5 separate regions of the Mus musculus genome follow, and all the other regions are linked to region 5. The links are chromatin contacts, called in public HiCAR-type and promoter capture Hi-C maps. All regions are on one chromosome and are shown on one strand. The core of a region is the stretch at or near the end of the contact, and the rest is flanking DNA. Distances in the headings are between cores, read along the strand shown.

The links. Promoter capture Hi-C pulls out the DNA fragments that hold promoters and counts their contacts. HiCAR-type assays count read pairs that join an accessible place to other places. Capture Hi-C pulls out chosen DNA fragments and counts their contacts.
Region 1: a HiCAR-type map of astrocytes shows a contact between it and region 5, with 3 times the contacts expected there. The contact joins the enhancer-like site here to the promoter of Ralb in region 5. A contact is called at or near these places in 2 of 39 promoter capture datasets (embryonic stem cells and hippocampal neurons) and 8 of 115 datasets of contacts at active chromatin or transcription factors (astrocytes, differentiating embryonic stem cells, embryonic forebrain and 3 more).
Region 2: a promoter capture Hi-C map of embryonic stem cells shows a contact between it and region 5, with 3 times the contacts expected there. The contact joins the enhancer-like site here to the promoter of Ralb in region 5. A contact is called at or near these places in 3 of 39 promoter capture datasets (embryonic stem cells, hippocampal neurons and liver) and 4 of 115 datasets of contacts at active chromatin or transcription factors (astrocytes, embryonic stem cells and extraembryonic endoderm stem cells).
Region 3: a promoter capture Hi-C map of adipose tissue shows a contact between it and region 5. The contact joins the promoter of 3110009E18Rik here to the promoter of Ralb in region 5. A contact is called at or near these places in 3 of 484 Hi-C or Micro-C datasets (CD4 T cells, the G1E-ER4 cell line and regulatory T cells), 3 of 115 datasets of contacts at active chromatin or transcription factors (astrocytes, large pre-B cells and memory CD8 T cells) and 2 of 9 other capture datasets (adipose tissue and liver).
Region 4: a promoter capture Hi-C map of liver shows a contact between it and region 5. The contact joins the promoter of Steap3 here to the promoter of Ralb in region 5. A contact is called at or near these places in 1 of 39 promoter capture datasets (pre-B cells), 2 of 484 Hi-C or Micro-C datasets (both in the G1E-ER4 cell line) and 1 of 9 other capture datasets (liver).

The regions. Positions count from the first base shown.
Region 1 is chr1:118,774,719-118,778,334 of GRCm38.p6, reverse strand. No RefSeq gene overlaps it. Among named protein-coding and RNA genes, the nearest start is that of Tfcp2l1, 150 kb to the right of the region's middle. Within about 2 kb of position 1,639, at least 50 of the 459 cell types and tissues checked have an H3K27ac peak or open chromatin away from gene starts, as enhancers often do. A contact at or near this core is called in differentiating embryonic stem cells and embryonic forebrain, where this site is marked.
Region 2 is chr1:118,632,006-118,635,583 of GRCm38.p6, reverse strand. Tfcp2l1 (transcription factor CP2-like 1) reads right to left here. Exons shown (of 15, transcript NM_023755.2): 2 at 3,191-3,342. Among named protein-coding and RNA genes, the nearest start is that of Tfcp2l1, 5.8 kb to the right of the region's middle. Within about 2 kb of position 1,818, at least 7 of the 459 cell types and tissues checked have an H3K27ac peak or open chromatin away from gene starts, as enhancers often do. A contact at or near this core is called in embryonic stem cells, where this site is marked.
Region 3 is chr1:120,119,661-120,123,306 of GRCm38.p6, reverse strand. It overlaps 3110009E18Rik (RIKEN cDNA 3110009E18 gene), which reads right to left and starts at 2,120. Exons shown (of 6, transcript NM_028439.2): 1 at 2,090-2,120. It overlaps Dbi (diazepam binding inhibitor), which reads left to right and starts at 2,211. Exons shown (of 4, transcript NM_007830.4): 1 at 2,211-2,362; 2 at 3,295-3,412. The coding sequence starts at 2,354.
Region 4 is chr1:120,256,977-120,260,666 of GRCm38.p6, reverse strand. It overlaps Steap3 (STEAP family member 3), which reads left to right and starts at 1,789. Exons shown (of 5, transcript NM_001379355.1): 1 at 1,789-1,906. The coding sequence starts at 1,885.
Region 5 is chr1:119,503,343-119,507,004 of GRCm38.p6, reverse strand. It overlaps Ralb (v-ral simian leukemia viral oncogene B), which reads left to right and starts at 2,223. Exons shown (of 5, transcript NM_022327.5): 1 at 2,223-2,428.

The sequences.
Region 1 (3,616 bases), core at 390-2,889, 730 kb after region 5:
TCTTGCCTATCATCTTGTTTGAGACAGGGTCTCTCTTTTGTTTACTGCTGTGTAGGCCAGGCTAGGAGGCTTTCAAGCATCTAAGGATTCTCCTGGCTCCACCTCCCATCTTGCCCTAGGAACAGACACTGTGTACTATTCTAAAGATCCAAGCTCAGGTCCCCACACAGCACGTGCCTTCCCCACTGAGCCATCTCCCCAGCTCTGGGACCTCCATTTCTGAGCCTTTGTGGAATGGGACTCCCCTTGAGAGGTCAGGCAAAGAGCAGGCTTTGGGTGGGACTGCCCTTAGGGACATGTCTACCCTCTGCCTGCACCTACCCTGCCAAGCTTCATACTCCCACCTGGGAAAAGAGAAGGGGGGGGGGCGCAGGGATTCAATACAAAATTCATACAAAAATCTATGCAAATCTCGCAGTGTGCCAGACGCCGCACCCTGAAGTTGGCAGTTTCTAAAATTGATCTTGTTATTGAGTTCTGATAATTCCCAGAGAAAGAAGGGATCTCTCAGTGTGTGCAACTGTTTGACATTATGACAGATGTCATCATCCACAAAGTTCTCAAGAACTGTGTCATTGAGTTTAAACGGGGAGGGGCTGGAGAGTTGGCTCAGCAGATTAGAGCATGCAGGGCTCTTCCAGAGGACGCATGGGCTGGGACCCACAGACCTCTGCAAATCATCCCCTGGCCTGTGCACACAACCCATAAGCATGCCACTTAAAACTCCTCTTAAACATCTCTTTGTTTGGCTGACATGGGGACCTGAGTTCGAGTCCCCAGAACCCATGTTTGAACAAACAGACAATAAATAACACTCTCACGCATCTACACCCCAGTACTCCAATACTCAGACTGTTGGTGGAAACAGGAGGAGCCCCAGAAGCTTGCAGGGTGGGAACTAGAAGAATGACCCAACCTCAAACCAGGGGGAGGACAAGGTGGTGCACCAGAGCACAGACACCCACGATCACACACATGAATACACACTCACTCACCCACATATACACACTCATGCACATGCTCACACACACACACACTCACACATATACACAGTCACACACTCATACACAATCACACACAGTCCTGCACACTCACACACACACACACGTTCACACATGTTCACACACACTCACATCTAACACAACAAAGTTTAAGTAACTACCATTCTGTGGTGGGCTTCATCCGCAGCTATCCAGGGAGCTCATGGAGTGTGATGGGACATTCCTCTGTCTTCCCAATTGCCCTTTTCTCTTGAACTTGGGGACTTTGAGGACAGAGTGGGAGGGACCCAAGGCCCGTGGCACTGAGGAAGGCCAGAGAACATCACCCAGGTGTTCAGATCTCCCCCGACCCTGCTCCAGCCCCAGCCAGCCAGCAGCCCCTCAGGGCGGGCAGCCAGCTCCTGCCATCTGCCGTGATTTATTGGAGGGAGTCAGTGATTAATCAGCCAGTCAGCCTGAGAGCAGCCATTTTCCCTTCTTTTCCTGCCCCCTGACCCTCAGCACAGTGCAGGCAGTGCCTGGGCAAGTGTATTAATCACACACTTTAAAAATATTTAAAGGAGGAGCCCAGGCCTGGAGCAGAGTTCCCTCTAATGGACTCTCTGCAGCTGAGGGTGAGTATGCTAATTAGGAGATAAAACAAACGGGGCTGTTTGAAATGCAAATGAGCTGATGGAAGCGCTTCTGGTGCCTTCCTTCCCTGCTGCCTAGGCGGAGGCTAAATCTTCCCTCTTCACACTAACAGGAAAAGATAGTGGCTGATTGTGAAGCTGAGAGGTGCTAGCTCTTGCTTTCCCTACTTTCCTTTAAAAATTACTTTTAATTGTGTGTGTGTGTGTGTGTGTGTGTGTGTGTGTGTGTGTGTGATGCCCAAGGGCATGTGGAAGCCAGAGGTCAACCTCTGAAGTTGTTCCTCATCCACAGGCACCTTGGATTTTTGATACTCTGTGTGTGTGTGATGAGTGCATGTGTGTATTTGGTATGTGCACATATGTATGTGTTATGAGTGCATGTGTGTATTTGGTATGAGCATGTGTGTATGTGTTATAAGTACATGTGTGTATTTGGTATGTGCACGTGTGTATGTGCTATGTGCACATGTATATTTGGTATGTGAATGTGTGTATTTGGTATGAGCACGTGTGTATGTGGTATGTGAATGTGTATATGTGAATCACAGTAGAATGTCAGGTGTTCTTGTCTGTTATTCTCCACTTCATCCACTTGCAACAAGGTCTCTCACTAACTCTGGAGCTCAGGATGCAGCCAGCAAGTGCCATAGATCCTCCTGTGTCCACCTTCTTGTAATGCTAGGCTTACAGGCAGGCACATGTACGAACATGGGCAGCTTTTACACGGGTGCTGGAGATTTGAACTCTGGTCCTCGTGTGTAGAAGTACTCTTAACCACTGAGCAATCTCCTCAGCCTTTTGCAACCCTTTTAATAAAAATCCTTTTTAAATGTTTTCAAGATTGTAATTCCACTATTTCTCTGCCTCCCTTTTCTCTCTTCAGCCCCTCCCATGTACCACGTTCCTATTCTCTCTCATAAAGGTTCTTTTTCTTTTAACAGATGGGATCTTTCACTGATAGAGATTCTCTGGTCATGCTAGACTAGCTGGCTTGTAAGGCCCAGGGTCTGCCTTTCTCTGCCTGTCCTTCTCTCTCCAGCACTGGGATTCAAGTGTGTACCACCACACTCAGCTATCTTACGTGGGTTCTGAGGACCAAATTCTCTTTCTCCTGCTTGCATGGCAAGCACTTTATCAATGGAGCTGCCTCTGAACCATCCCTCTTTTTTTTTTCTTTTCTTTTTTTTTTTTTTTTTTTAAATAAGGATCAAGGAGCCAAGAGAACGTCTCCCAATTGCTGGCATTCGGGGCTGCTTTTCCATCCTGCCCAGGTCCCTCTCGCCCTCTCTAGCCAAGCCTCTCTGCCCACTCCATTAGCTCCTGCCCTTTGCTTCTACCAATGTCCAGCACTGGGCTTCGGGGTGGCCTCCCTGCCTGCCTCCTATCTATTCAACCCCTGTTCCCTTAGCTGCTGCTGACGGAGCCTCTCAGACACTTCTAAACCTTTCTCAGTTCCAACCTCCCTCCCCTAACCCCACATGGTCTCTTTGAGCCCCTACTGTTGTTGCACAGGACACTGGTGACACTCAGGTCTCCATCGCTCCCTCAGGGAAATCTTCAGGCTCCTCCTTAGCACTCTTGTGGATCCTGGACCTGTCACCCACTTTGGGTGTAACAATGAGGCTGTGTCTGCAGCCTGCCATCCCTGTAGGTGCCTCCTCTGCCTGCCATGGCCCAAGGCTGCACCAGCATTTGCTAAATGTACATGGAGGATTACATTGACCACAAACTCCATGAACTCTATAACCTGCTTGGCATCTGCACCAGAGACCTCACAGCCCACATCACCAGCTTTAAAACCTGGCTGGATTTGGTTTTGCTTTAGCCGTTGTGACACTTGTTATCGTCTCAATGTTAAAATGCCAAAAATGACCCAGTCTGTTGCTTTCTTCCACCCCCAGCACTTCACAGCAGCTTCTGGCTTTGCAAGGTGTCTGTCTCAGCCAGTGCCGTGGCCTGCTGGAAAGGGTCCGAGTTCTTCCT
Region 2 (3,578 bases), core at 569-3,068, 870 kb after region 5:
ATATTGACTGGCTACAGTCACACAGTAGTTACCACAGAGAGGAAAGCATTGAATGTAAGTAGTAACTTTTTTAAAGACAGGGTTTTTATGTAACGATGGCTGTCACAATGTAGAATTCACAGTGTAGACCCAATCTCAAACTCATAGAAATTCCCCTGTCTGTTTCCTGAGTGCTGGGATTAAAGGTGTATGGCTAAATAACTCATAATAATCCTGATAGCTAGCTAGCTAGCTTGCTAGCTTGCTTGCTTGCTTGCTTTCTCTCTCTCTCTCTCTCTCTCTCTCTCTCTCTCTCTCTCTCTCTTTCTTCACAGCCCTTCAGTTTTTTGAGACAGGATTTCTCTGTGTAACCCTGGCTGTCCTGGAACTCACTCTATAGACAAGGTTAGCCTCAAACTCATAGAGATCTGCCTGTGTCTACCTCCCAAGTGCTGGGATTAAAGATGTACACCATCCAGCTTGAAAGACTCTCTTCTTTCTTTCTCTTTTCTCTTTCTTTCTTTCTTTCTTTCTTTCTTTCTTTCTTTCTTTCTTTCTTTCTTTCTTTCTTTCTTTCTTTCCTCCCTCCCTCCCTCCCTCCCTCCTTCCCTCCCTCCCCAAAGACAGGGGTCTCAAGCATCTCAGGCTATCCTCACTCTCTATGTAGGTGAGGATAACCTTGAACTCCTAATCCTCCTGCCTCTCAGAGAGCTGGGATTACAAGTGTGTACCACCACACTTGGTTCATAAGGTACTATCAATCAAATCACCCAGGGCTTCCTTCATGCTACATAAGTACTCTGACAACTGACCTATCTCCAGCCCTTCTAAACAATGTCAAAGCAATCTATATTTTCTGTAATAAGCATCTATCACTTTACTAGTCAGTCAAGCCTAGTCAGCCATTTGTAAAACCTCATAAAAAACAATCTGGGGTGTCCACAAGATCTCTGGAATCAGAGATACTTTGTCTCAAAATATCAAAAAACAAGAATGCATAACCAAAAATATCTAGGGGTGGAGGGAGTGTAGTTCTGTGATAGACCACTATTTTGCAAGGCTTCTCTGAGCAAGGGTTCAACTTCTATTGTAAAATAATAAATCTATAAATATCCAAAGGGAATATACTAAGTTAAGACAAGCAGATGGATGGAACCTCAGAGTGGGCCCTTTTCTCTCTTTTAACATTTATGATGGAGAAGAGGATGTTCTTATGATGGAAAAGAGGATGTTCTTTTAAACGTGTTAGTAAGACCTCATATGCTAGTAAACACCTTCTAACACTGGCTAAATCACAGCGGAGGGGCATGGCAAACACAACCAAAGAAAGCCTTAAGATGGGGAAGGGGACAGACACAGTGTCCCTGTTCAGCAACAACACCTCACAGTGCTCACGTGGAACATGGCCCCAAACAAAACCCACATCAGTTCAGTGGTCTCATTTCTTCCCTCTCAATATTAAGCAAGAATCGGGAAGGGGCTAGGGGAAGAGTGATGGAATGATGAGGGGACCGGCAAGGAGAGAGACTGCTCAGAGCATTTAACCTTCAACAAGTAAGAAAGCACAACGACAGAAGCCACTGTGCAAACACAAGGGACTGCTTCCAGTTGGCTTGTCACCTGCTGCCATCAATGGCCACCAAGCTACTACAGGAGTAGTAAGTGTGCAGCCCACATAGGTGAGCAGTGCCTTCCTCAGGGACAGGATAGCAAGGACGGATTCCACACAGAGGTAGATCAGCCACTTCCATTTTTTATGAGTTCTGGACATGGGCAAGGTCAAATCTAACAGGCAATTCTACAGAAAGGAGGCTGCCCCTCCCAGATTCCAACCCCTAGCAGAGCAACCAGTGGCACTGGCTGGATTATGCGGCAGTCCAGGAGACAGTGCTAAATACAGTCTCATCATCAGAACAGACACCAACAAAGCTCTATCCACCAGGGTACCGCTGGGGTGTCTGACAAATGAAACATTCAAAAAGGGGAACATGGGGTGGTGAGATGGTTGGCTGGGCAGAGACACCTGCTGCCAACCAAGTCGGTGACCTGAATTCTACATAGTGAAAGAAAGAGAACAAGTTCCTCTGACTTCAAGTGCACATTTATACACACACACACACAAACACAAACACACACACACACCATATATAAGTGTAATCACACACACATACAATTATAGGTATACATAATGTAATCACACGTATACAAACATCCACACATACATACATACATAAACATAATAAAAAGACTTTCAAAGAAGTATTAAAAGCTAGACAGAGTACAAGACAGAGTCTCAGCACTTAGGAAGTTGAAGGATCTTGAGTTCCATGCTAACCTGGGCTACATAGCAAGACTCCAACTCAAAACACAACAAAGACTGGAAGGACTGATGGTTGCACAACTGTCATCATGCCATGCAGGTTACTTACCTTCACCTCTTTAAACAACCCCCCAAAATCAGACTTTCTCCTTTTACACAAGAAATCCCTGAGGCACCGAGAATAATGCAGGTCACCGTGCTAGAGCCAGCAAGGGCAGCTGCTCTCCGGCAGGTGGAAGGCTGACTCTGAGCTAGGGAGGATGTGGACCAGCTGTTACTCTATAAAGGACAGCAGACCAGGTCCCAAAGGCACCAAACAGTAATAGCAACCACCTGAGGACCACTGAGTTCTGAAGGCACATGAGGACTGTTCCGAGGTGCCCCTCTCCTGCCTTTTCCTCCCTTCTTCTCTTCCCCCTTCTCGAGTCTTATTCTGTAGTCCAGGCTGCCTTAGTGTATGGAGTAGGAATCCAGGCTCACATCACCACTCCTGGTTCAGTTTTTTTTTTTAAAGATTTTATTTATTATATATAAGTACATTGCAGCTGTCTTTAGACACCAGAAGAGGGTGTCATATCTCACTACGGATGGTTGTGAGCCACCATGTGGTTGCTGGGATTTGAACTCGGGACCTTTGGAAGAGCAGTCAGTGTGCTCTTACCCGCTGAGCCATCTCACCAGCCCCCTGGTTCAGTTTTTAATATTTCCATTTACCCAGTGAAGTCATGTAGGTCCTGGGAAGCCACACAAGCTAAGCCACAGAATCTGACCCTGCGCCCGACTCCTAGTCCCAAGTTACAGGTAAAGAGGCCCAACAGGGTCTTGCACATCATCTGCTAACTATCCCACTTGTCCCCTGCACCCGGGTTACAACTCTATGGAGGCCTCTACCTTGATTGAGGTATGTTAAGGTCTCTTCATGTAGCTTCACCGCTGGAGAGGTGGCGGCACACAACACATACTGTAGGGGCGGCAAGCGGGCCCCATTCTCAGGAGATAGCTGCGGCTCTTCCTGCTTGAAGATGGGCAGAGCCAGCACATCACTGCAAAACACAGGAATCAGTGGTCAGGAACATAGAGCAATATTGGGTGGAATAGATGCAGGCCATGGTAGCAAAGACAACTTTAGAGTCCAGCATGACTTGCTGGCTGGCCTAGCTCCTCATCCACATGGCCCAAATCCCAGATGCAACCATTACTGTATGATCCTAGCTTCATCCACTGGCTTTCATGATCTGTTCACCCAAGGCCTGGAAATGTGGAGGTGTAAAGTTGTTGC
Region 3 (3,646 bases), core at 871-3,370, 620 kb before region 5:
TCATCTGGAACCACTACCTGGAATTAATAAAGTGAGTTATATTCCTACAAGCAACCAACAACTCAACCTGGAACTACATACAGACTGGCATACTACATACATACAGACTACATACAGATAACGGCAACATGCCCACGGATCCACTGACCGCATGGGAGTCCAGTCAAAGCTCTGTGGAGTCACTTCCTCTTTCAGAAGTGACAAAGAAAACATCGACATTTTTTATACTTCACAGGCAATTTCTCCAAACTCACCTCCAACATTTTTGTTACTTTTGCTTTCTAAGCAAAGTGACTTACAAACTAACAAATCTACCTGTGTTCCCTGCAATTAAAGTTCTCCTTCCCAAACACTCCACAAAACATGACCGAAGCTGCTGGTGACATCTGAAGGCTCGGACTTAAGTTTTCTACTTTTGCGGGGCTGGGAATGGAACCCAGGATCTCACATATACTAGGCAGACAGACTCTCTCCAGCACCGAGCAGCAGCCCTAGCCCTGCCTTTGCAAACCACTACAGCTGTGATGAGGGGGCAGGTAGACAGGGTGGCAAACTGTGGCCCAGGCCTCTGGCCACACATTAGGAAGTGAGAAGAGACTATCTCCCTTTTGTAATGACCTCCAGAGAATTTTCTATCACCCCTCTCTTTCACCTTTGTATCCATTGCCAGAAAGTTCTTTCAGCCCTCTAAATCCTCCCGCCCACTTGTGCTGTCGCCCTTCCTCCTTCTCCCATGGAGCCAAGGCCCCTATAGCACCATCACCTCTGTTGAAAAGTCCCCTCCCCACCCCATGACTCCATCAGAATGACTGCCTGCATGCCCAAAATGAACAACCTCTGCCATCACCTATTCAGCTTACTTCGTTCTTACTTCTGCAGCTCTGTCGTGTTTTACTTAGTTGTACTTCCTCATTGCCCCGCTGTAGTCTTTTGTCCCGGGACACATATTCTTGGATTTGAATGCCGTCTAAACTCAACCCTCTGAACCTGCTGTGCACTCCTAAGCATGTTCTCCCTAACACTCTGGGTTTTCTCAATTTCTCTGACCTCCGTGTCTAGCTTAAAAGGCATAACTTAGGCAGAGGCAGGCGGATTTCTGAGTTCGAGACCAGCCAGAGCTATACAGAGAACCCCTGTCTTGAAAAACCAAAAAAAAAAAAAAAAAAAAAAAAGGCAAAACTTTTCCCCAGTCTCCTCTCCCCAGTGGATGTCAACATTTTCAGCTTGTCTGTCCTGTGGGTTTTTTACCTCAAACTTTTAATATAATTGTCCTCAAGCTTCCTTCCGAATCAGTTTTAAATTATTTCACTAATGAGACTAAGAATTCAAAGACCTCAGTGTCCACAGTAACTCCTGCTTACTCCTGCTTCTGCTAGAATGCTCCTTCCGACTTGCAGGACTCGCTCAAACAGCATCTTCTCCCCAACCCCTCTCCACACACATCAGTTATAACTTCCAACTCTTTACTTTTTAAACTAAATCAACTATGAACCCACTATAAGACGCTGCAAAGTAGCAAAGATTCGTCTGTTTGTCCTCTGCTGCGTGTCCAAGGTCTAGGAGTCGGCAAGCATCAGGTCACGTGTTTAAAAACCATTTGAAAAGTTATTCACTTAACCAAGGCTCGATGGGCACCTCTTCTTGTGCAAGTTTGTTATATCACATTGTCTCCGCCTTTATAAAGCACTGATGGAACACAAGACTGCGTTAGGGGTGCAGGACCGACAAGTATGGGCAATGTCAAAGAATATGCCAGAAGTTCAGAAGAAAAGGCCTAGATATGGACTTGGTCCAGCGGGCCACCATTGCGCTGTGCACCGGGGATTCTTCCCTGGATTTTCCGAAAGGGGTCGGGGCATCCCATTTTCTAGTCGGATAATTTACTCAACCAGCGATGCAACTTCCGGCCTCTTTCCAATCCGCATGAGAGTTAAAGGGAAAGAATCATACTGATTTCTGCTCTCCTCCCGCAGCACCCCATTTCACGCGTTCTCAGTGCCTGCTAGCTCCTGCCCAACTGCCCTGACGGAGAATGTCCCGTCCGTCCCTTCCCCCACGGAAAAAAAAAAAAAAACGAAACGCGTCCCACCTGCTCCCAACGTGCCCCGCGGCTCCTCCCCGCGCGTGCGCAATAAACTCCCTCTTGGGTCCGGGAAGGGTTGGAGCGCTCCGCTAGGATGGACACGCCCCCGAAAGCAGATCCGACTTCTGATTGGCTGCTGCCGCTCGCCCGAGCTCAGTTGGAACGCCGGGGTTGTGCTTTTAAAGGCGCTAGCTGGTGCGCTCTGTGACTTGATTGCTGCTGCTTCTGAGCTTGCTCCCGCGCTTTCGGCATCCGTATCACCTCACCAGTATGTCTCAGGTACTGCGTGTGCCCCGCCGGGCTGCGAAGATGCTGTGGGTTTGGGGACAGCCGGGTCTATTTCCTCAGATATCCCGCAGCTCTTCTGGGATCCGAGCCCAGCTCATAGCCTGGGGAGCGGAACTTTTTCCCTTGCAGATATGTAAAACTGCCACCCACGCCGGAACTGCCAGAGAGTTGCCGGTGGGCTGAACTCCTGGGTGAAGCAGGAACAGGGTCCTCGAAAGAAAGATGGGGCGTAAGAGGGAAGGAAGGACAGGGAAGATTGAATCCCACACTGGGAAGAACCGAATGGAATAGAGGGGCACTCATACAGGCCCTGGCTGAAGAGCCTGGAGGTCGGGGAAGGTATTTAGTCTTGTGCCTGGCCTGCCCCTGTACAGAAGAGATGTGAGTAGGTGAGGTGGTCCAGAAGCCTTTTCCTTCCCTCCAGTGGAGACCACTACCGAGGACTGAGCCCTGTAGGGCGATCTCTGACTCCTCCCACTTGCCTCTCCCTAATCTGGGCACTGGGACAGAGGTCAACGCTGAACTCCAGGCCCCTGTAGGAAGGGACCAGCTGGCTCCAGACACTGGATTCCACCGCATTCCTCTCCTGAACTCTGATCGACTGTTTTGATCACACCACGTTTCCCCTTACTGCCCAGTCAATCTCCGCTGATCATAGGTCGGGCTTTACTGGAACCCCAGCAATTGTTGGATCTGGGCCAGTGGTGGCCCAGGCAGTTAGTTGGGCAAGAAAATTTTCAAGGGCGTGCACTTCCACTGTGAGCCAAAACTATTCCCAGCACTTGACACAGTGCTGTAACTGCTTGAGTGGACAGGTGGGCCTTAGGGAATCCTGGCAAGAAGAGGGAATATGGGAGGCATCCCTGGGCCTCTCCCACTCAGGCAACCTACATCTCGTTCCTCTCCCTCTCCCTCACTCTTAGGCTGAATTTGACAAAGCCGCTGAGGAGGTGAAGCGCCTCAAGACTCAGCCAACTGATGAAGAGATGCTGTTCATCTACAGTCACTTCAAACAAGCTACTGTGGGCGATGTAAATACAGGTATGCCCAGCTTCTCATCAGAGCGGGCCAAGTTGGCTCGGCAGCCCGGGAGTCTGAGAACTTCGCCTTCCGACTGCCAGAGGCAGGCTGTGATGACAGAACATTGGTATGGAGACCTTAAGCTGAGAGATTGTCACCTGCAAAGACCATCTCCCTAAACTCTTAGTGACTCTGGGAGCAGAGTCAGTGTGGGTTTACAAGGACTTTACTGATTATCTCAGCATCTACTCTGAA
Region 4 (3,690 bases), core at 540-3,039, 750 kb before region 5:
TATGTTAGCTCCTTTCCACTTCACCCAGCAGGTGTCTTTTCCTGGGGAAGTGTCCCTTCCTCTCAGAACTGCTACTCTAAGGGGACCTGGAGATCACCCAGCAACCTTGTCTGGGACACAGTAGGCTAAAGGGCTCCTGTACTGAGTCAGGAATTCTGTCCCAAATCCTGCTGCTCAGAGCTTTGGGTGACTCTGGGGCTCACTGGTGATGGAGAGTCCTCCTTGAACCCCACTGCCTCCGCAGGCATCTTCCAGCATCAAGGGAGCACAGCTCAGAATGAGGGACTAGGGGTGATGCACAGGTTTCTATCCTCAGCTGATACTGTCCAGGGATCACATGGTACCCCAGCAACAGAGAGCAGATTCAGACAACAGGCAAACACTGAGTAACCTGTGTCTTTAAGGGCTTCCATAGTCACTGTTTTACTTAATGGTCAAAATAGGGAACACTGGGGATGTAGGCAAAGTCCAAAGTCTTGCTTATTATGTATGAAGTCCTGGGCTCCAACCAAAGACCCACATAAACTGGACATAGTAGAGTATCCCTGTAATCCCAAGTACTGGGGAGGCAGGGGCTGAAGGATCAAGGGTTCAAGGTCTTTCTTTAAGACCAACCTGGTCTAAGTGAGACCCTCAGAGTAGGAAAGAAGCCTTCCCAAGGTCACACTGTTAGCATGCGGTTAAACTCAAGTTCATATTTAGGGCAACCAACTGCTAACCTAGCCTTACTTGTTGATTCAGAGTGGGTAAATGTTGTCCAGGACTACAGGAGCTGATAGATGCCGACAACAGGGAATTGTATTTCCAAGGAAGTGGGATTTGGGTGGGTCAGGAGTATATTCAAACTCAGATGGAAAGAGCAGGCCAAGAGCAAGAGAGTCACAGGTCAGGGCATGAAGAAAGAGAAAACAAAACCAGTCTCTGTATTGGCCTGCACTGGACTCCATGTGATTCCAGAATCTAGCCCTACCCCCAAGAGGCTTTACTGTTAGGGACAGACATAAGAGGACTGCCAGTCAGAGCAATATGGACCTGCTCTAGTTGCTGGTCCTTATAAAGCCACAGACTGGGACGTGTGTGCTTAGCAACAGACTTCACTGGGCTGCAAGTTTGCTAGTTCTGACACGCTGAAGACAGTCAGATATGCCCATACACAAGCCCAGACAGCACCGTTCCTGAACTCTGGGCTGCCCTCAAAGCCTTGGAACCCAGCAGTCAGCAGCCAGCAGCGAGTGGGCGTGTGCCCTTATCTACCATTTCCAGTGAAATGATAATAGAGCGGTCTGTCCATCATCTTCTGCTATAGGCACTGTCTGGCATGTGGTGACAAAGAAGATCCCCCTATCAGCACAAACTGCTGAGAGAATTCTCGAGAAGCCTGTAACAGCCATGGTGATTGCAATGAATTACCCTCCTAGAAATTGATCATTCGCTACTTTCTGTTACCATAATGCTGGCTTTGTACCTCCAAGGGTCTCAGTGTCTCTGCCCAACCTCTCCATGACATTTATTCATTTTATGCATCCTGGCTTCAGCTTGCCATCCTGCCTCAATTCCTGTACCAAAGACTCTGCAGTCTGAGCCACTAATTACTTCAGTGAGGTTTCCTCCCCAAACAGGAAGTCTCCCGCAGAATTGCTCTCTCAGGGCACTCTCTAACCGAACATCAGCCACCTCTCCAGGGGCCAGTCCCTGTGGCCAGCTGTAGGTGGGCAAACTGAGAGGGGAGGTGTCCCAGTTACCCACGCCCTAGAAGGGCCCGTGGCCGTCCCAATTCTGAAAAACCCCAGTCAGACTGCCGAAGGTGGAGACTTTAGTCAGAAGAGGCGACTTGCAGCGGGGTTGTCTGGGCATTCTAAAACTTCAGACCTCCCCTGAGGCCAGATGGCGCAGTCACCTGTTGCTGGTAAGTCTGTTGGGGCTCCAGGGCAGCTACCAGATTCACTTACTAGTACGCCATCCTCTGGTCCACTTGAGAGTGCTGTTCTTTGAAGGTCTGCAGATTTTACCAGAGCCCAGAGAGAGCAGTGTTTCCCTGAGAGTTGCACAGCCTCAGCCTGGCAGCAAGGAGCACAGTAGAATAAGATCTTGTCAAAATAAAGCAGGAGATTGATTGTCTGCTGTGTGTATTTCAGGGCCACCTTCTCAGGGAGGGCGTTCAGGCAGTAAACACAAGAGCCTCTTCAGAGTGCAGGGCTCTGGTTTGCACACACAGAGAAAGCAGCGGCTTCGTGGGTTTTAGTGTGTGTTGCTTTAAAAAAAAATTAATGTTCATGATGTATTTCTGAGGAATGTGGGCCCGTCGGGAATTATAAATTTTACACAGAACTGCCGGCTGCGAGTAATCGAACTGGATTTTTCTAGAAGGATTTGAAAAGCTAGATGTTTGTAAAAGCTCTATCAATTATTCATTTGCTTTTATTCTGCAAAGTGATGTGGAGAGAAAATGCTGTTTTCTAACAGATCAAACTTGTGTGCATGAGTGTGTGTGTCTGTGTGTGTGTATGTGTGAGTGTGTCTGTGTGTGTGTGTGTCTGTGTGTGTGAGAGTGTGTGTGTGTGAGTGTGTGTGTGTGTGTCTGTGAGTGTGTGTGTGTCTCTGTGTGTGTGTGTGAGTGTGTGTGTGAGTGTGTGTGTGTGTGAGTGTGTCTGTGGGTGTGTGTGTGAGAGAGAGTGAGTGTGTGTGTGTGTGTGTGTGTGTGTGTGTGTGTGTGTGTGAGTGAGTGTGTGTGGGGGGAGGCCTGGCTTATGTGCATGGACTTTGTTTCCTCTTCGGCAGGCACAAAACTGCCATCCTTTTAAAAAAAAATAATGATTTTTATGATGTCTAAATAACAATCCCAGGTAGTATTGCAAGAAACGTAACAGCAAAATGTTTGTAAGAGTCCATCTGATAGGGGAGATGCCCACAGAGAAAACAGAAGTGTGCCACTTAGGACATGTTTGATGTCATTAGCTTTTATTTTGTTTGGGGCAGAGCCTGCTGTAGCCCAAGCTGGTCTCAACCTCATCATGTAACTAAGGACAATTTGGAACTTCTCATTCTCCTGCCTCTACCGCCCAAATATGGAAATGACAAATACACACTACCACGATGTTTGTATGGTTCTAGGGATATAACTCAGGGCTTCCTGTATACTCCATAAGCTCTCTACCAATCAGCCTCCATCTCCAGATCTGCCACTACATTTTACATGCTAATTTCAGACTGGTAGCCTCTTTTCTCTCACCTCACCTTGGGAGGTAGACACGGGTTGGGCAAGGAAAGAGACTGTGGTCTCTGAGCCTAGGAAGGAACAAAGGCCTGGGTCTAAGTGAACGCCTACTTAAGACCCAGGATGGAGGACAGCCACACTCTAAAGGAACAGCAAGAAGAGGGACTGGGAAATTGTTCCCAACAGCTCAGAGAGAAGATAAAGGACACAGGAAGGAAACAGACTTAAATCTAGAACCTGGTGCTGGCCAGGTGACATCTGTAGCACCCACATACAGAGCCTCTGCCCTTGCCACCCAAGATGTCAGTTGGATGCTGAGACTAGATTAAGGCAGAGCCAGCTCTGGGACCGAGAGGTGCTCCCTTTGCCTGTCTGGGCCTTAGTTTATGATGCATAAAGTAGAAGCATCCTCTGTAGGTCATATCCCAACACACATCCAAAGTCATGTATTGCTGCACAGTGAGATCTGCCCTTGT
Region 5 (3,662 bases), core at 974-3,473:
ACACAGAGTGCTGTTTCTGTGCCTGTCGCTCTCTGGTGGGACTTGGAATGTCTAGACCTTGAACAAGACTCTTAGGATGGGGTCCCAGTGTAACTCATGAATTCCAGGAGTAGAGCACGCATCAGCCTTTTCAGACAGCCCAGTGCATCCTGTGTGGAAGGGACAGGAACAGCTGTAACACACTCCAGGAAAGGTGGGCCACAGCCTCGGGGCTACATGGAGGTGGGAGGGGGCAAGACCAGGGAAATTCTGGCCTGTCTGGTAAACCAATTCTTGACTCTGTCTCCTGAAGCGTCATTTCACGCGTGGACAGATTATTGTCTAAGCTTGCATCTGATCATCGAGGCTTGCCTGAGGAGGAAGTCGGGACATGCTGCAGCCTTCACGATGGCATCTGCTGCCCCTCACCGTGGTAGTCTGCATTTGTGCTTTTCTCATTAACTCTGTGTGTAACCTCATTTAGCCCTGTGTACCTACAGCTAGAGGTATTGCTCCTACTGGCTAGCTGGGATCAGAGGTGCATGGAGGCTGAGTGCTCTCTAATTACATGACTGCTGGTTACGTGGAGGAATTCTCCTTCAGCCCATACTTCCTGACTCTGTCAGACTTCAGTGTGATTCTCCCAGGTTATGAACTCTGCAGAGAGCTGTTTGAAAGTGCCTCCTGTACAGTCTGGAGAGATGACTCAGCAGCTAAGAGCACTTGTTGCTTCTGTAGAGGACCCAAGTTCAGTTCCCAACACCCATACGATGGTTCAGAACCCGTAATGCCAGTTCCAGGGGATCCGTACCCTCTCTTGCAGGCACTCAGCACCCATGTGGTGTACATAGATTCAGTGCAGGTAAAACACCATGCACATAGCCAGGCATGGTGTTGCATGCCTTCAATGCCAGTACTAGGAGGCAGAGACAGGCAGATCTTTATGAGTCTGAGGCCAGCCTGGTCTACAAAGTGAATTCCAGGACAGCCAGGGCAGTCACACAGAGAAACCCTGTCTCACACAAAAAACAAAAAACAATAAAATAAGACCACCCCTCCCCTCCCACCACCACCCCCCAAAAAGAGAAAGAAACCCCCATGCACATAAAATAAATCTTTTTTTTTAAGAGCCCTGGCAGTTTTTCTTTCTTTTAAATTTGCGTGTGCAGAGGGAGGAAGGTTGAGAGAGAGAGAGAGAGAGAGAGAGAGAAGAGGGAGTGCACATCAGAGGACAACTTGAGGGAGCCAGTTTTCTCTTCCCATTATGTGGTTCCCAGGGGTCTACAGGGGTCCAAGTCTGTTGAGGCTGTGGGGCTTGTCTCTGCGGGTGTCTTTACCCCTCCAGCCACCTGCTAGCCCAGGGAGACTTGGCTTCTCCTTATGCTGTCAGTGGGAGGACTAGGTCTGTTAGTTGCTGGTATGGAACCATTTAAACAAAGCACAAAAGCCTCTGATATAATATACAAGTATCCTAGTTTAGAATTATCAGCAAGAATAATTACACAGTGCGGGCTACGGTTATCACTGTTTCCCTCCTTAAAGATCAGAAACAAACGTTGAATTATTAATTACCATACAGTGAAAAGCACCAGTTCGTACGGGTGGGTGGGGTATCACACAACTGTGGCAGTGAGAAGTGGCTAATGTTCAGCTGGGAAAATCAACCCTAGTCGAAAACGCGTAAGAAAATAAGCTCCTGAGCGTAGGAGGGTGATGAAGGGCAGCCTGCAGCTTGTAGTTCTTGCCGCTGGCTATAGCTAGGGTTAGGGTTCCTGACCTGGCCTGTGACCTAGGTCAAATTAATAGCTGTAATTCCTTTACTAGTAGGGTGTCATGGGCGAAGCTAGAGGCGATGCCACCTGGAGTTTCCAGTCCCTGACCAAGGGTCTTCAAAGCTGCTTATCACCTTCCACACTAGGGCGCAGGCCACACTTGGCCACACAGTCCTCCTCATTGGCTTCTATCAGCTCAGTCTTTCTTGGCTTTTTCACAACTCTGGCCTGGCTCCGGCTTCCCCAGGAGTGCACCCGCCCACGCCCCGGCGTCCCCAGACCAGTTCCCAAGCTCTGCCACTGCAGCAGCGGTCACGTGCGCGAGTCCGGCTGGGGAGCCGAAAGGAAGGGGGAATGGGTGGGGCCGTTCCGTGGGTGCCACGCCCACACACTCAATGTGTTTTCTCATTGGTGAAGGTTTGGAAGTACCTCTTCGGATTGGTCAATAGGCGTGGCCTCGGAGAACGGAAGGGAGGGCTGCCTCTGGAGAGGACAGGGTTGCCGGGCGGACAGCGGGAACGCGCTCCGGGGGGTGGGGACGCGCGAGCTCACCACTCCTCAATGACAAATCGACTGGGGACAGCTGGGGTCCGGCCCCAGGACGGGGCGGGGCGCTCGTGAGAGCGGCGATTCTGGTTGTGCGCATAGCCAGAGCGGCGGTGGGACGGCTCCCCCAGGTAAGGATGCTGTGCCCCGCAGGGGACCGCAGACGAGGGGTGCGCCCTAGGATAGGGAAGTGAGTACGCTCTCCGCGCGATTGCAGGCCTCCTAGTTCCACGTTGGGAGGGAGGGACACGTCTCATGAAGGACAACGCCCCGGACTGCGCCCCGCTTGGCTTGAAAGGTGTCTTTTGGGAAAGCCGGAGAGACTCCCAGCCGGATCTGGGGGTGCTGAGGACATGGGGGAGGCGCCCCAGTTTCTCTTCCCTTGCTGCCTGTCCTTCCCTTTTTCCACAAATGGCCACTTCCTGCCTTTTCGGGCCTCCCTCCTGAGTTGGTCCACTTCCTCCGTCCCTTTCAGATCCATAAAATGTTGCCCAAACTTCTTTCTTAAAGGTAGGAACTTGTACTTTGGGTGACCTGGGAGCTGGGTTCAAGAAGTTTGTAGGGATTTGTTGGTTGTGAATTACTTTTTGATTCTGTCTTCCAGTTGCCTTTCAGAGTGTGACTAGCATCAAAGGTGGTTTTTAGAAGCACCGTGGCTTGAAGGGTTTTCCTGACCCGGTTCTCTGAGCCAAGTCAGCTCGTGGCTCAGACTTGCTTGTGGCCCAGACTTGAGTGTCCCCAGAGGGCGCGGCACCCACAGCAGGGTCCTTTTTCCTAGAGTTCATTTCCAAGTGAATCCTGGAATCTAGGGATTGGTGTTACCAGGGTGTTCTGGAAGAGGGTCTGGAATGGACTGATAGTTCTTACCCTCACTTGCCTTCAATCCCTGAAGAACAGAGATCCTCTCGCTCTGGCTCTGCTTTCATTTCCTAACCACCTTTCTTAAGTTTGGGTTTATTGAATGATCAAGGCTTATCCTCAGAGGGGCAGGGAGTGTGCTTTGGATGTGCCAAGTGAAGATAGTTTTAATCAGAGCAAGAATCTTACATGTTAAGTCTCAGAACATGTCAAAGTGGCGCCGCTTAAGCCTGGATTGAGGTGGTGAAATTGTGAGAGCCATAAAGGGAGGTGCTGAATATTGAGAAGGAGGTGTGAGCCAAGGTTGATCCTGGTTTTGGAACTTTGTGTGTATGAGACATGATCTTTTGTAGCGCAGGCTGGCCTGGAACTTGATAGATAGCTAGAGTGACCTTGAACATGTGACGTTCCTGCCTCTACCCCTTGAGTGTTGTGATAACTGTATTCTACCATGCCTGGTCCATGCAGTGGTGGGGCTGGAACTCTGGGCTTCCTATATGCCCAAGA